Linked DNA regions of Anas platyrhynchos: region 1 is linked to region 2. A link is a contact called in public Hi-C data. All regions are on one chromosome and are shown on one strand. Each heading gives the region's core, a stretch centred on a gene start, on an enhancer-like site or on the middle of the called end of the contact. The rest is flanking DNA. Distances are from core to core; before and after follow the strand shown.

Region 1 (5,270 bases), core at 1,437-3,936, 89 kb before region 2:
TCTTCCAGAGCTTTAGTGTCTGTTAGAAGTATATTGGTTCTCATCATAACAAACAAAGTTGGCAGAAATGCTAGTAGGAATTGCACATCATAGCATCAGATAAAAAGAGGAAACTTCTTACTTTGGAAGAATTTGTTTGCTGCTAATGATCTAGAATTAGTTTGAACTGGTAAGGATTCACCAGCTTTAGTATTTAACAGGAAGTTAGAATACCCTTTGACAGGACACTTATTAGTGCTATTATTGCTAAAGTATAATTTAAGAACTCATGCTCTGCCCACCTCCTTTCTCACTGTCATGTTGAGAAGCATCAAACTGATCATCGTTGGGAATCTGGACTCTTGCAACAACCAGGTGGTTCTGTTCATCAGAGGTGTGTGTTCCCAAAACCAGCCAGTGCAGCGCGTAATCCTTTCCTTCTGGCCTGTTTGGAATAATTAATTCATGGAATAAAATCACATGCTTAGTTCTGGAATCTAGAGAGCTAGCATCAATAGAACTCAAGATCCAAACTTCTTTGGGGAGCTAAAAAAAAAAAAAAAAAAAAAAGAGACTTGCAGAAGAGATTATTTTGTCACAAGAGACTTGTGCAGTAGAGTGAGCTAGACTGACACAGGCAATCCAGTGAGACAGCCAGCTAGCCCAGCGTGATGATACAAATCAGTAAGAACTGCCGTTGTTACTCAAATGGGACAACTGAAATTTGCACAGTAGCTACATGGTGATACTAACACGTATTTGTATCTTCAATTCTCCCAGCAATTGCACGGTACTGATTTAGAAAGCTATTGATGCTATGTTCTATAAAACACACAAACTGAGGAAAGTGGCAACATATTTTAGTTACTTCTTTTATGAGCTTTTACTGGTTACTATTTTATTAGAGCTTTCAGATTCTTGTTTTTAAACTAAACCTGTCTAACCAGATCAAACTCCTCTTCTGGCGGTTAAATGCAGTATTTGGTAACCAGCAAAAGGCTGGAGGGGCAGTGACATTTGTTTCCTAAAGGAAAGAATTGAACAGTCAAGAACAAGCAGCTTCTGCATTTTTGAAAGCAAAAAAAAAAAAAACAATTAGGCTGTCTGAATCCAAGCAAGCAGGAGTCATTTAAGCAACCATAAACCACCGTAGGTATTGTTAACACTGCTTCCAAGGCAGTGTAATACAATACATACATTTTGACAGCAAAAAGGAAATGCACACAGAATGCACGCACACTTACTTGCATCAGGAACAGGTGTCCCATCATGTCAGGTGCCATACAAAGAGACAGTCCTTGCCTTAAATGGCTTACATATTTTGACACTGGGTAATTGGAAATACCAGGTTTTAAACTGAACATTAAGTCAATCTGCAAAACACGAGGCAAGCAGAAGTGTTCCTCATAAGGGCTCCACACCCTCAAATCCCCACTCCATTTTCTCCATGCCATGATTAGTTAGCTCACATCTCTTAACATCTTCCCCCAGACATCCTGGTATGCAAAACTGGTTATCTAGCCACTAAGCAAAATATCATTTATGTAAGGTGGAATTTCAGAGTGGGAAGTGACCATCCTCCAATTATCCCATGAACTTTACATGTAAGATAATTGAAAACTTGACTGTATCCAGATTACAATAGCTGAGTGGGTACTCTGACAGCTGAACCTCTCTAGTAGCTGATGCATGAACAGAATCTATGTTCATCTCCAAAACTCTTTAAGAAATTAACTGGCAAGCATACAACTTTCAGAGGGAGGTGGAAAAATGGGAAAGCACCAGAAGTCAACAGCAAGCCAGGCACAAACATCAGCCTTATGAGAACAATAACCCCTTAAATAATCTCAAACTAGGAACAGCAAGAAAACAAACAAGAAAACAGAGAGATGATACGGCTTCTACAGAATAATTTGTAGCGTAAATTAAGAAAAATCTTCAAGAAGTTGAGTTTGTTTCTTAGTTTTCTGGGAATTTGCAATATAAGACTGTTGTGTCTCCTATCTGTGAAGTGGCAAAGATTTATCCCCTCACACCTCATGACATCTTTTATTTAGCTGAGCTACCATTCCCTAGGGTACCGAATTATGACTTTTTTTCCTCAAAGCTTCCGCATACCCAAAGGGTTTTGACCGCTGCAAGCACAATAAACCACGACAGTCCAAAACAAGCAAGCGACGGCTGTTTTTTTTACCAAACCTCCGTCGATTTTACCCTCGGGCGGGCAGGTCAAACAACCCCAGAGCCGGGTGCCTTATGTGCGTGTGTGTGTGTGTGCTGGGGGGGGTCTCATCCCGCCGTCCCCTCACCTGGTGACGTCGGGCAGCCACTGCACGGTGAGGCTGGGCCACTCGAGCGCGTGTGTCATCACCAGGTCGTAGAGGAACGGCGTGTTCTTCTTCCAGATCCTGTACTCCTCGCTGATGACGCGCTCCTCCACCGTGTCCTCCAGCGCTGCCATGAGGGGGGGAGAGGAGCCAGGGGCTGAGCGGGGGGACACCAACCTCCCCCCCACACTCCCTCCCAACCCCCAAATCTCCTCAGCCTACCTTCCTTGCCCGCCATGTTGGGGGGCGGCCGTTAACGGTCTCCCGGGGAGCGGTTGGGGGGGAGGGGGGAGAAACGGAGGAGCGCGCGCGGCTCCCGCCGCCGCCCGCCCGCTGCCGCCCCGCGCATGCGCGGCCGCCGCCACCGCCCGGGCACCTCAGCCAATGGCGCCCGCGGCGCTGTGAGGGGAGGGAGGGCTGAGGGGAGGTGGGGCTGGAAATAAAAACTGCGGGGGCTTTACGTGAATAAAAACAGGTCCACCGGCTGAGGACTTTATTTATTTATTCGTTATCTATCTATCTATCTATCTATCTATCTATCTATCTATCTATCTATCTAATCGATGGTGGTGATGATGAATGTGTCTCAAATGCCTGTGACCCAAATGTGACTTGCGCTCAAATTCCTCGCGGGGCGGGGGAATATTAAAATAACAATAATAATTCAACACCCCTGAAAGTGCCAGATTTGGGAGAGGAGCGAGCATGCTGCCACGCTGTGGCCCCCTCTGAGCTCTCCTCCCCGTGTGGCAGCAGCCCGTGCACGCAGGGCATTGGCGCTGGGGGTGGAGAGGAGCGGTGCTGTTATTTATTGGCACATTTATAAGTTTTTATGAGCAGGACCCCGGGTAAATTCGGGAAGGAGGGGCAGTGCTGTCGACGAGAGGAGAATGAAAACAAACGCGCTCCTTCTCCTCACCGAAAAATGTGAAAACCGATTTCCAACAATTACATATCCTAACGGCTTAGAATTTATATATATATATATATATATATATATATATATATATATATATATATTTAACATCAGTTTAAAAGAGGATTTTATCAAGAGCAAGCCTTTGGGGCACGGAGCCGGCTGCAGGCTGCCGTGCGGGGCCGCGGGCGGCAGGGGGCGCCGCGGTGCCACCGGGCGGGCGGGAGCGTCAGGGCCGTGTGGCGGGGCCGGGGGTGTGGTGGTCCCTCAGTCAGCGGTACTCCAGTTACTCAAGTTTTAAGTCCTTTTGGTGTTTAAACGGGGGCAGTAGTGCTGTCGGACTGCTGTGGGGACACGGCTTCTTCCAAGCTGTCACATACAAGGCAGAATGGTGGTTTTGCCGCGGTGCCCACGCAGCCGTTCTGCTCTCCTCTCTTGTTTCGGCTGCTACCAACCAAAAAAAAATAAATTAAATAACTTGCTTTCTATTCAGCTTGAATCAACAGTGCTTGCCGCAGGTGTCACCCTTAACCAGAGCAGATAATAACACCTTCCAGCAGAATAATGAAATGGGAACAGGGCGAACAAGAGGCAGTGCTTTTTAATTTCCCGCTGTGAAAAGAGTCCTGGTGGGCTGAGCCTCCCACCGCCCGGGCTCCAGTCCTTCCAGCAAGGATCCCAGTTATGGGAAATGTGTATAGGAGAGGCCGGCGGGCACCGAGGCTGGGAATAGCAGCCAAAGGTTGCAGCACGGGAACTGGGGAAGAAGTCAGAGGTAGGCAGGCAGCCGCCTCCCCAGCAGGAACCACTGCCTTTTTGGCCCAGGTGTCAAAAAAGAGAAATATTCCAGTGAAAAAGCTGAATAACTATATACTAGTCTTCCTCTTATACCTGCACAAACTGGAATTAAAGCCATGCATGGCATATTCAAAACATGAATGTTGTTAACTGGAAGCTGTAAACTAATCTGCTAGATAGGAGTGCATGGGTGAATGTGTTAGTGCAGACACAGAGCCCTGATCATGCAAGATGTGTTACCAGCTTGACTTTGGCTACGCTTACTTGTTGTTTTGGTATTTGCTGCCAAGTATGTGTCTAATCCTACAAAGTGCTGAGGCCTTCCTAAAATGTTAGAGTGAAGACTGAGCCTTTCAGAGGCTGTGTGTTGTTGCAGAGTGTTGATCACTTAAAACACAGATACAGGGTAAAGGAAATCTCTGTTGGGTTTCCTGACTGCGAGTGACCTCTGTTAGCTCTCATTGAAGTGTGATTACAGAGACCCTTGAAGGATCAACCCCACATGAGTGTGGGGTGGGATGCTGTTTGTGCCTTTTGCTGTGGATAGCAGTACTTTCTGCCACAGCTTACCTGGAATGTGGTGGGAAAAATGTGATTTGTGTTTGGAACAGTAAACAAAATTGTCTTTCAATGATTCAATGATGTCATGTTGGGCTTGGCTGAACTATAGATTTAGACAGGAATTGCTCCTCAACCCTCCACAATTTTTATAGACTCTGTTTAGGATCTGCAAATCAAGCTGGATTCTAATGGGGTGCAAGGAGCAGTGCTAGTTTTGATGAACGAAGTCTGCCACACCTATATATCAAAAGTGACCTGTGCAGTTCTCTTTTCCTTGTTAGCAATTATATTTGCACACAGCCAAATTTGCTTTTAATTTAAACCCACACAACACCCAAATCCTAGTGCTTTTCTCACATTGGGACTGTCATGGGAAAGACAGTTTATAACCATACAGCTATCAAAGAGTACACATCACCAGCTCTCAAGCTGGTTATTTGCAATTCATCAGCACGGTCGTATCTGTGGCCACACATCTAAAACATATCCTTTGATCCCACGCTTTGTGAGGAAAGTAATTATCCAAGGCCGTTGTTCATCATATGCAGCATGTGTAAAAGGTACGATAAATTAGTTTTGAAGTAAAACAGTGACTTGAATCATAAGCTTTATTTTATTAAGCTATACTCCTTTCAAGCCTAAGCGTGAAATACTGCATTTTCATTTCAGTAAAAAAAGAATCTGTCTTC
Region 2 (5,047 bases), core at 1,983-4,482:
CCTGAGAGATTTACCAGGCGGGATCTGTAAACTCTGGACTCCCCAGGAGCACTGCCTAGCACCCTGTGGTCTTGGATCACAAGGCACTGGCATTTTTGCCCACCTGCCCATCCCGGCTGCCTCCTCGGGGTGGTGTTGCTGTGGAAATCGGGGCAGTGGCTGCGTATGGAGGGAGATGCCTCACGCTCCCGCTGCAGCAGCAGCAGCTCAGCTCTCAGGTGTGGGTGAGTGCATCCTTTCGTTGGTGGGGGTGTGCGTGACTGGGGCTGGTTGGTTGTGGTGGAGGAGGCTTATGGACTCACGGCTGCAGTTTGAGGGAAATGGCACCTGCTGAATTTGGGTATTTTAAAGAAGAGGGAGACCTGTGCAAAGAAATACTGTGTATAAAAGTATTATATTATGTATAAAGTATATATTATGTATTGTTTTTGTCTCTTCTGTTGTACAGCCCTATCATTCATTCACCTTAAAGCTTTTTTTTTTTTTTTGAGCTGGTCAGGGGAGCTTAATTTCTTTTTCTTAGGCTATAAGAGTATAGCAAGAGCTCTCTCCTAAGCTTGTCAAGGGCTGCTAATAAGAGAGGATGAGCAATCCACATAATGAATGAAGGTGGAAATCCTCTGTGCTTAGGACCCACATCCAGAAAGACTGAACTGCCTTCTGTCATTTTTCTGCTCCTAGCCAAAGCTTTTTTTGTTGTCACGCTGTTTTAAATTCTCTTGATGATTACTGAATCGTGAAGTGCAAATATGCAAAATATACATAAAAATATTTTATGTAAGACACACACAAAGGCATTTAAACAAAAAAATGCATAAAATAGCAAGCATTGTTTAAACATTTGAAAAAGTCACTTGAATGTGACTACTGTGTCACACATGACTGTCTCACATGTGACTATATCTCACCGTGTCAATGCAGAAGTTGGGGCTAAAGTTCCTTAGGCACATCCTTGCACCCAGACCTTCAGCCTGGCACAGCCTGGAGGGCTCTACAGCCTCAGGGCTGTCTGTCTTCATGCATGCCTCACCACCAGAGGCTACGATTCGAGTCTCTTAGAGCTCCCAGCTCAGGAGGCTGGCTCTCTAGTGTGAGCTGTGCAGACTCTTAGCTGCTGACTCTGAGGTGCCCAGGTCTGCCTGTTGTAAGCAGCGATTCACTGTCATAGGGCTATGTGTTGGCACTGCTGCAGCAGGAATATTTTTACCTAGTAGCTGCTGTCTTATTCTTTCTTTAAAAAAAAATAAAAAAATCTCAAGCTGTTAGGTTGTACAATTGTAAGGCAAGTAAAATATATACCACATATTATGGAAAATAAAAGTATAAGAAAGTAAAAAACAGGCAAACAAAACCAACAAAAAACATTCCCATTTATTTCAGAGGGGTTGGATTAGGTCTTAAATGATATGGCCATGGAATTCAAAGCTCTACCAAGACCGAAAAATTCAGCATCAGCAGAGGTTTTTGTGTCACATGTAAATTTTGAAGCAATTGCAGCTTTCACTCCTGTATTTATTAAAGTTTACATCAGAAATACAGGATCAGCATTGCCAAACGTCTGTCCCGCTAAATAGCTGTGTTCTAACAACAGCCTGCTTGGCAAGAAAAGATCCGTTTCCCATTAGTGGGAGTTATTTCTGTTCTCCTCGAATGTGTTTTTGGTCTTGCCTGTCATGCATAATGTATTACAGTAAGTATAACATCTCACGTTGTCAATGCTCATTTTGAACAAAGCTCTCGGTCGTGCAGAAAAAAATGGTAACTGCAACCACTGAAAAATATTGGACACTATTCAGCAAAATCAGAGTTCTTAGCAAATGCACTGTGCTGGGATTAGCATGATATGGACTTACCTGGAGCGGCCTAGAAAGGTGTACTGAGATACGTACTTGAACAGTATGGGTTGCTTTGGATTCACTCATTTTTCTGGATTTTTTGGAATTTGGTGACAGTTTGCTCTGAAAAAATTTACTCTGGTAGTTAGAATATCACAGTTTGCAAAATATGTACTTGCAAGAGGCAAGTTGAAGCTATACCTCTATAAACACTACTCTCACAGTTGTGAAAGGCAGGCAAAAGAAGCTGTAAAGAAAATTATTTTTTACCTGCATTTATTCAAAATAGTTGCTGCAATTATCATAGTGGCAGTTAAAGATACACGAGAAGAGCCTGAAACTGTGGTATAAAAAAGCCTTAAAAAATATTAGCAGTCAGTGTGACCCATCCATTTACCAAGATGCATGGTTCCCTCTGTTGCCAAATAAATCTGCCTTGTTATAAGGGGAACTTAAGTCAGTAGGGCGAGGGATTTCCACCATGAACTTGAGTTCTGGTCAGTGTGTTTTTAGATACTGTTCACTGTAGTTGTGTAAGATGAATTTCTGAAATAAAATATTTTCTGCTTTTAAATCTTTTCCTCCTTAGGTCTTATTCTAGCACATCAATAGAAGATGCCATGAAAAAGGGAGAAGAGCCCCCCACTCCACCTCCAAGGCCACAGAAATCACATTCCAGAGCTTCCTCTTTGGACCTGAACAAAATATTTCAACAAAACACACAAGGTAAAGTTTGCTTTCTTTCCTTCTTTTGAGACCATTTAGGTTAGTTGAGTATTTGGCAAATTGATCTGTTTGCACGAATGCTTGACAATATGTGCATATGCTTGTCTGTGCTATAGACAGTAATATACTGTGGAACAGAAGAAGTTGCACTTTACTGCATTACATCACCAGTGAGGGGAAAAATCGCTCTGTTGCCATAATTAAGGTGATTATAATGTTTTCTGGCACGATAACAGGAAGCCTAACATATGGTAGTCTGTCATCACTGACTGTTTATAACTAGTCTTGCTGTTTAAACAGTTCTCATCAGTAACTACAATACATTTGATTTTTATTACTATTTATTTTTTTGTAGTTCAGAAGCAGGAAGAAAACCCTGAATGTTTAAACTGGGAGAAAGTGTAATTTGTCGTGCGCAAACGTTTTCGATGTTAAAGTCTTCCATATGCATGGGGGCAATCAGAAACCATTCTTTGACTAAAAAGAAAGGGAAATTTCTTTTGACATGGGTACATGTTGAGGGGAGAGAAAGACAGAGAATACTGGCTGGAGGGAAATGAAGGAAAACCATTCTCCAGTGCTTTAGTGTTGGAGCCTTGCTTTTGTGTTGCACAGCGAGCGGTGGAAAGAGGAGCTGTTTGTTCAGGAGAGCAGGCACCCAGCGTTGCTGTGCTCTGCCAGTGTCCTTGAACCAGGCCAGAGGTTTATGCAGCACACACCAATCATCTGATTCAAGGACTAGGTTAAACATGGTCATGTTTATGCTTCAGAGGAACGCCAAGGTCTGACTGTGTCAAGGAATGTTTTAACTGGGTTCTCTTATGTGGTTGTTGGAGTTGAAAGGAAAGAGTTTCACCTCTTGCTATATAAGACATTCTTTTGTGCAAACACCAGGCAGAATTCAAGAGTCCTGTTGTATGTGCTGAACCCTGAAACTCACTAGGAATAAACAAATTTTGTTTTTTCCTTACACAGAGAAGCAATTCTCAATCTTTGACTGTGGTTCCTGTGCAGGGATCTATTGCCCCCAATTTTGATTTTGTTAACATCAAAAAGAAAACAAATGGAGCCAAGTACACATTTCCTAAGGCAGCAAATATTCTCAGAATCCAGATAAAAAGCATAGCTGGAAAGAAATAAACTTGGATTTAAGTTTCTCTTGGAACACGAATGAAAGGAGAATGTAAATTTTCTAAGAAATCAATCTGTGAATGAAAAGTAACATCTTGCTTTGAAATGGATCTTCTTGAAAGTCACCATTACCTTTGATGTAAAGTGAATTCTTCTGGGCAACTTAACAAACTGAAAGTGTTATAAAACATGAGTGACAGAGAAAGGATAAATTATCGATACATTTTGTAGGACTTCATCACTGGAAATGGGACAAGTAATAGGGGATAGGCAATTGCTCATTTGGGAACCAGGAAAAAAGAAAAGAAAGTACTTTCGATACCCTAAAACTATTCATCATACTCAGTTCAAAATTATAGATATTTATAGCTGGAATGAGAATTGGCTCTAGGTTGACAAAACCTGAAATATTGTGTGCTACCAAATTGCAGAAATGTGAAAAGTCTTCCAGAAGTTCAGCTTCCTTCTTTGCCTGCAGGGTCTTGGCCTACAATTTTCTGCGCTCTTGAATGTGCCTTGGTGGCAATACTAAATGTTTGGGGTGGCCTTGTTTCAGTCTCTTCTAATGGAGCTCTTCTATTTTGTATCAAAAATGTGAATACTCATTGTGGAAGAATGAGGAGAAATTTGTTGCCTTAGAGGATTTAAGGAAGAATTTCTTAAACAATTTGTAGCCTTCCACTAATAAGGGTTCCAGTAAAAGTCTGCATCATCAGAAAGAGGAGGAATTAATCAAGCCATCCCAGCACCCCCAGGTACTGTGGTGCATTTACCTTGCCTTATTTTGTTTCGTTAAAAATGTCTGCATTGGAAATGCTATTTTAAGGTCTTTATTCTATGAAGAAACGTGAGCATGCTCTTTTCCATCATTAAGTCCCGAACGTTTGTTATTCTGTAACATCCTATTGATAATAAGACTTTATACAGTTGCTTTATTTTCTTCTACTTATCTTATTTTCACCACCTCCCTTTTTTTCATTCTTTCTCTGTTAGACTTGGTTTTCATGAGAAGTTCCAGTCTTATTTTGTGTATTCAGATACCTTTGTCATCTAAAGACAGTTCTTCCTCATGGAGTGGTCATTGTTTAATAGCCAAATGCTCTAATGAGGTGCAATTTCTAAAAACAGAGTTTGCAAGGCAGCAGAGAAATTGAGAGCTGTCACCTTAAACCAAAGAGCCCTGGAAAAGCAAGTGAGTGTACACGCTCGTGTCAAGTAAATTGCTGACACTTGTATAATAACGAGCTGTATTCTTATTTCTGCTGACAGTATAAAGGATGAATTTAGAATAGTTTCCATCTGCAATCAGAAGATACAATTATATAGATCATGTGGTGGCAATGTACTATTTAGGT

What was found. A called contact is a pair of places that touch in the nucleus more often than the background predicts.
Region 1: a Hi-C map of F5 follicle shows a contact between it and region 2, with 4 times the contacts expected there. The contact joins the promoter of RBBP7 here to the enhancer-like site in region 2. A contact is called at or near these places in 4 of 8 Hi-C or Micro-C datasets (F1 follicle, F5 follicle, small yellow follicle and 1 more).

Annotation. Positions count from the first base shown.
Region 1 is chr1:128,014,766-128,020,035 of IASCAAS_PekinDuck_T2T, reverse strand. RBBP7 (RB binding protein 7, chromatin remodeling factor) reads right to left here and starts at 2,686. Exons shown (of 12, transcript XM_027448019.3): 1 at 2,529-2,686; 2 at 2,289-2,433; 3 at 282-424. The coding sequence starts at 2,544.
Region 2 is chr1:127,926,651-127,931,697 of IASCAAS_PekinDuck_T2T, reverse strand. It overlaps REPS2 (RALBP1 associated Eps domain containing 2), which reads left to right. Exons shown (of 19, transcript XR_005262566.2): 13 at 2,425-2,561. Among named protein-coding and RNA genes, the nearest start is that of REPS2, 61 kb to the left of the region's middle. Within about 2 kb of position 3,232, at least 3 of the 8 cell types and tissues checked have an H3K27ac peak or open chromatin away from gene starts, as enhancers often do. A contact at or near this core is called in F1 follicle, F5 follicle and small yellow follicle, where this site is marked.